2 separate regions of the Ovis aries genome follow, and region 1 is linked to region 2. Evidence: chromatin contacts called from public Hi-C data. All regions are on one chromosome and are shown on one strand. The core of a region is the stretch at or near the end of the contact, and the rest is flanking DNA. Distances in the headings are between cores, read along the strand shown.

Evidence for each region. Hi-C and Micro-C count contacts between places; a contact is called where the count stands out from the background.
Region 1: a Hi-C map of tail adipose tissue shows a contact between it and region 2, with 3 times the contacts expected there. The contact joins the promoter of NCK1 here to the enhancer-like site in region 2. A contact is called at or near these places in 5 of 16 Hi-C or Micro-C datasets (liver, muscle, omental adipose tissue and 2 more).

The regions. Positions count from the first base shown.
Region 1 is chr1:252,946,385-252,949,553 of ARS-UI_Ramb_v3.0, reverse strand. It overlaps NCK1 (NCK adaptor protein 1), which reads left to right and starts at 1,662. Exons shown (of 4, transcript NM_001166199.1): 1 at 1,662-1,751. It overlaps LOC121817339 (a long non-coding RNA gene), which reads right to left and starts at 1,437. Exons shown (of 3, transcript XR_006057174.2): 1 at 842-1,437; 2 at 136-290.
Region 2 is chr1:252,835,441-252,838,463 of ARS-UI_Ramb_v3.0, reverse strand. IL20RB (interleukin 20 receptor subunit beta) reads left to right here. Exons shown (of 7, transcript XM_042236712.1): 6 at 1,474-1,616. Among named protein-coding and RNA genes, the nearest start is that of IL20RB, 30 kb to the left of the region's middle. Within about 2 kb of position 1,378, at least 8 of the 54 cell types and tissues checked have an H3K27ac peak or open chromatin away from gene starts, as enhancers often do. A contact at or near this core is called in tail adipose tissue, where this site is marked.

The DNA.
Region 1 (3,169 bases), core at 413-2,912, 110 kb before region 2:
TCCAAATACAGTCACACTGGGGGGTCAGAGCATCAACACAGGAATTTTGAGAGGGGACACAATTCAGTCCATAGCAGCCATGATAAAATATACAAAGGTATTTAGATCCTTAGAATAAATCCAAAATCCACTTACATTATTAACTTTAGATCCTAATTACAGGATACAGATGGAGTTGCTGCCCAGATTTTCCTGGTCCACTTGCCCTCTCAACTTGAGGCCAGGAAGGGGCCACAGGTGATTTATGCTTGACCGTGTGATCATATATATGGCAAGTGAACCATATTCCTCTATTAGGATACAAATGAATAATTCTGAAGTTAAATACAGAAAAGCATAAATGAATGAAATTGGGGATTGAAGCTGTACTAATGCCTTAAACAATACTTACTGATGATCTACCATGTGCTAGAATCTGCCTGCAAAGTGGGAGACTTGGGTTCGATCCCTGGGTCCAAGATCCCCTGGAGAAGGAAATGGTAACCCACCCCAGTATTCTTGCCTGGACAATTCCATGTGTTACAGTCCATGGGGTCGCAAAGCGTCAGACAGGACTAAGTGCCTAACACTACCATGTGCTAGGTACTGGGGAAAAACAGTACTGACTGACATGATTTCTGATTTGAAATCATGTAGGGGTAGGGAGGTCTCCCCAGGTGGTAAAGAATCCCCTTGCCAGTGCAGGAGACGCTGGTTGTATCCCTAGGAAATGGCAAAAAGCTCCAGGATTCTTGCCTGGCAAATTCCATGGAGAGAGGAACCTGGTGGGCTTCAGATCCATGGAGTCGCAAAAAGTCTGGCTCTTTCAGCAGCTGGATGGGGAAAACACCTGTGCACTTACCAGGCTTCCCTGGGCGGCAAACGCCTACGCAGAGCCACAGAGATGGCTGGGGAGGAAGAGGCAGGTGATGGGGTCTGAGGCTCCGGCGTGGGGAGAACCAACTTACTGATGGCAGGTGTCTGGGGCTGGGCAGCTAAGAAAGAACAGACCTGTCACCGAAAGTCACTGTCCTCACAGCAAGGCTACGGCAACCAAGAATGGAAGCTATCCACGCACCAGGGCGCTTCGAAGGCCCTCAGACTCAGCTTATTTTGGTTTGCGGTTCAAGTTAAGGACACGTCTTACATTTTTCTCTCAGGACTCTACGTTCAGGCCTTTTTGTTTGCTTCTCATTTTCGCTCCCGTCCCTAAGAACTTTCCGCTGGTAAGACCTTCTTCAGGTGCAGAAACCAGAAGGAAGCTCCCAGAGCAGTCGGGGCTTAACTCGGAAAGCAGTCAGTTCTGTTGTGGAATCTCCTGTGGCGCTGAGGAGGAAGGCCCCAGAATAATCAGCCAGAGACACAGAAGCAACAAAACCCAGAAACTGGCAGGGCGCTTCTGTCTCTCTCACTCCCTCTCCACCGAGCAGCCTCAGCTCCACACCTAGCACAGCAATTGATTGACAGGAGGGCTCGCCCAATCCCAGAGCGGCGAAGACCGCCCTCGCGTCAGTGATAGGAGGGAAGGGGAAGACTGAACCTATCAGATTGGGCAGGGAGGGGGGGTTTCCTGTCTGCGCGGGTCCGCCCAGGGCCTCGCGACCGGTCGGCGCTGCAGCCCCGCCCTCCCGCCGCGCACGCCCCGCCTCTCTCCCCAGAGCTACGCGGCGGCAGAGCGGAGGCCTCGTGCCGTAACGGCCATCGCGGCGGCCGTGGCGGCGTCCCTGCCCTCCTCAAGTGAGCTGGCGCCGCCCGGGCTTGGCAGAGGGGAGGTGAGACGGTCCTGCCGGCAGGCAGACGCACAGACAGCCTTTTTCTCGTCTGGGGAATCTACATAGCCCGTTACTTGCCGCGGAGCTTCCTCTTCCCTGCTGAAGTTAGCTCCCGGGGCGCCGTCTGCCGGCTCGGAGCGAAGCCGGAGGGGGCGGGGAGGCCGCTTGGTCGGGCCTGGGCTTTTTGCCTCGCGGCTTCGCGCGACCCTCCGGCCACTGCCCTGGGAGGCGCAGCCCTACGACCTTCCTGTCCCTCCCTGGAGCGTCGGGTCCGGGTGAGCGCTGCGGCCGGCCGTCCCTGGAGGCTGAGAGGTCGAGTGTGTGGCGTGCACCCTCCTCCTTTTCTTTACCTCTCAAAGTCCTGACGGCTTTGTGGCGCATTCCGAGGCCGCGGTGGTGGTGGAGAGGGGCGCTTACCTCTAGGAGTGGGAGGGAGCCGTTCAGGGTGCGGAGGATGGACATCCTCGGGATGCGCCTCCCGCCCCTCCCCCCACCCAGCCCCCTGCAGTTTCCCTTGTTGGGAAATCTGGGTTATTATAATATCATGGATTCGTACGTGAGTTACTTGGGCTGTAAGCTTTTGACTTGAGTTGTAATATATCCGGGGGGAAAAATGTATCTTGGTAGTTGGTTTTGTAACCTTTCCTGTGTGTGTCCATAAAAGTTTGCTATTAGAAGCTCGGGAAGCTGAATTTTGTGCCGGACTGAGAACCCTTACTTTACAGACGCCCAGTTTAGTGTCACACTAATGAACTAGTCACTTAAAAATAATTCTGCCCGTTAACTTTGGCAAGAAACCAGGGGAGTTAGGAAAGGATGAGTTGAAGAAATTTCTATCCCCATCTTGGGTGGTGAGCAAAAAAAAGCTCACTGTTCAGTCAGGACAAGTAAATGTTGCAAGAGGTATTCATTTTTAAAAATCTTACTTTGGTAGATGTAAGAAAGACCAACCATACAGTTTATTAAGCAGATGGAAAGTGCTGTGTCTCAACCCTCAGGGAGTTTACAGAGTAAATGGGGAATTATCCAAGAAGAAGGTTCTGTTTGGTAATTGTCAGTAATATTCAGTTCTTAAATAGATATCCCTCATAGTTTGATAGAAACTCGAGATCTGTGCTTTGGTTGATTAATAGTTTTATTTCATTTTTATTGCAAACTTTACGATTTTCTTCTTTGGAAAATTCTGAACAGTTTGCAGAATGTTCAGGATTTCTCAGCTGTGCTTGTTCATATATTAAATTTTAAACTTGTTTGTTCTGTTTTTCTAAATATTTAGTCTAGATTTTACTAGTGCTTTCAGGTCCTTGAAAATAAAACATGAAACATAACAGGGTACGTTTTGTTAGATATTGAGATATGTTTTAGGCCACTGGATTTTTTGCACCTTTGAGAACTTCCCTGCCAAAACTCAAGGTAGA
Region 2 (3,023 bases), core at 129-2,628:
GCAGGCTCAGTAGTTGTGGCACGTGGGCTTAATGGTTCAGTGTCATATAGGATCTTCCCAGACCAGGGATCAAACCCATGTCCCCTGCATTGGAAGCTGGATTCCTAACCATGGGACTACTTCCGGAAGTACCCATTTCCATCTGCTTTTGAAGATGATGTTCATTTTCACGGATTCATTCATTCATTCAGTGAATAATTACTGAGCACTGTCACTGGGATATAGTCCCTACCCTCACTAAGCTTACCTTCTAGTTGAGTAGACAGACAAGTAAGCAAATGCGATGGTTTCCTGTGGTGGTTCGTGCTATGAGGGAACACACCAGAGCATACTGGGGTAGAGGGAGGTGCAGGTGTGCTGCTGTGGGCTCTGCGGACAGCTGGTTATGAAGCTGTTGCTCTAATCTAGACGTTGCTATGAATTGCTTTATGTGTATGTTTTGTCCTCTTTGGAATTATTGTTTGGAATCTACTCACAGGAGCGGGTGAAAGAGTCTGAACGTTTGTGTATCTCCTGATGCGTGCTCTGTGCTCAGTCACTGTCCTGTTTGACTCTTTTGCAACCCCGTGGACGGTACCCCACCAGGCTCCTCTTTTCACGGGGTTTTCTAGGCAAGAATGCTGGAGTGGGCTGCCATTTCCTTCTCCAGGGGTTCTTCCTGACCCACGGATTGAACGCATGTCCCCTGCATTGGCAGGCAGAATCTTTACCACGGAGCCTCCTGGGAAGCCCCATCTCTTGATGTGTACTGCCAAAGTAGTTTCCAAAAGCATTGAGGAGACCCTCCCAGCTTCTCTGCAGCTGCATCAGCTGTGCCACCCTTCACACTGTGGGTGAGCAGCCCAGCTCAGAGGGGCTACACGAATAGGATGGAGAGATGGGAAAATAACCCATCCCGCACTTCGGTATCTCCAGATGCTCAGACTTGGCACTTTCTGATACAATACTTAGTAGCATTTGGAGCTCGGCCCGGCCCTCCCTGTGTGACCTGGGGTAAGTCACTTAGCCATGGCCAGGACTTGCTACATCGGAGTTATTATGTGACTGTTCTGAATTCAGTATTTTCCTCCATAATACGGATCAATGCCAAGAGAAAATTGTGAAACACACTTTGTTTTCAGTTACCGCCCAGCTCCCTTCTGGGCTGTGCTCTTGGGCGCCACCCCCTCATCTTGCCTGGGGGCCTGGCTCTCTGCCTTCCTTCTGGCAGTGGTACCAAGGTGTGTGCAAACACAGCTAGTGCTTAATGCATGAGGCTCCTCCCTTTCTGGAAACCAATCTGGATTCTAGAAAAACGATTGAATGGTGGTCACTCTTGTCCCTGGGGCATATGTTAGATCTCAGGGTGCCGGAGTCTGCTCTCTTGATCCGTCTGCAGAGCCAATCCCGGGAAGGCCAGGGAGGCCCAGGACTGGCGAGCGAGTTGGTCTTTGGGGCTGTCTCCTAAGCCGGTTCCTGTCTTTCTGTTTTCAGGAGAGGCCCTGCCTCTGGCGCTGGCCCTGCTTGCCTTTGTGGGCTTCGTGCTGATCCTGGTGGTGGCGCTGCTCTCCATCTGGAAGATGGGCCGGCTGCTCCAGCACTCCTGCTGCCCCGTGGTGATGCTCCCCAACACCTTGGTAACTACTCTCCTCCCCTTCAGTGTGACACGCTGTCCAGGTGTCTTCTGGGCCTGAGCGGGATATGGACCTCTGCTTCGTGGGTGAACAAGCATTTGCACCAAGAAGGGAGAAGGACCTCCCTTCTAATTAGAGGGGCTGGGAGACCACCCTTCTGGGTGGAGGTTGGCCTCCCCCAGGTTCCCGTCAGGCCTCTGCTGCTTACCCCTAGGGCCTGGCACAGCAAGGCAGCAGGTGTGTAGCCCAGGCCAGGAGCTCGGCGTTCCAGGAATCATGCACAGTCTTACCCTGAGGACCGGCAAACCAGGCCTTCTTGGCCCCCTCCCATCATTATAACAGCAGCTATATCCAGAAACAAGTTCCAACACAACAGAGTCAATTCATACACCAAGAGTATCCTGGGTTCTTGGGGTGAGGTGCATGTGTGTGAGTGTGGGGCATGCGGACAGTGCTTTGCCTTTGGCTGGGGCAGGGGAACTATCCGCACCTGCCCAGTGACTACCCAGGGTGAGGGGTCCCCACAGCTCACAAGCCTTGAGGACCCTGGGCCATCCATCTGAGTCTCCCTGTGGGGGCAGGCCCCATGTGCTTTGCAGGGGTGGGGGAAATGCAAAAGCAGGCCTCCAGAGCTCCCTCCATGTTGCATCTATGCAGAACTTCAGGAGCACAAGGAAAGCACTCAAAAGACAAGAGCTCCTAGGAATCCTAATGCATTCTGTTCTTGTTGTTGTTCAGTCTCTAAGTTGTTTCCAACTCTTTGCCACCCCATGGACTGCAGCATGCCAGGCTCCTCTGTCCACCACTATCTCCTGGAGTTTGCTCAAATTCATGTCCATTCAATCAGTAATGCTATCTAATCGTTTCATCCTCTGCCGCCCCCTTCGCCTTCTGCCTTCAATCTTTCCCAGCATCAGGGTCTTTTCCAATGAGTCAGCTCTTCACATCAGGTGGCCAAAGTATTGGAGTTTCAGCTTCTACATCAGTCCTTCCAATGAATATTCAGGGTTGATTTCCTTTAGGATTGACTGATTTGATCTCCTTTCAGTCCAGGGAAAATCCAAGCAACTGAGATGAGACCAGAGACAAGAGATTCTGTGAGAGAATGTCCACTTTCGTCCATGGAAGATAAATGCCATGATCTTTGACCCCCTTTTGCTTCTCTGTTCCCCTCTCCATCCTTCCTACATCGTTCCAGTGTCTTCCTACATGCATTCCTTTCCATAAGTCTTTTAATTTCTATTCTGTTTTCCCCCAGATTTTAATGTGGACAATTTCTCTGAGTATATGCATTTCCCGCAGTGCTGTGTGAGAAATAGATCGCTAGGGTCCATCAAACCCCAAACAAGTTCTGGAGCTGCACATCTCCACTGCCATCTCTCCTCATCCTCAGCCTCAACTTTAGTACAG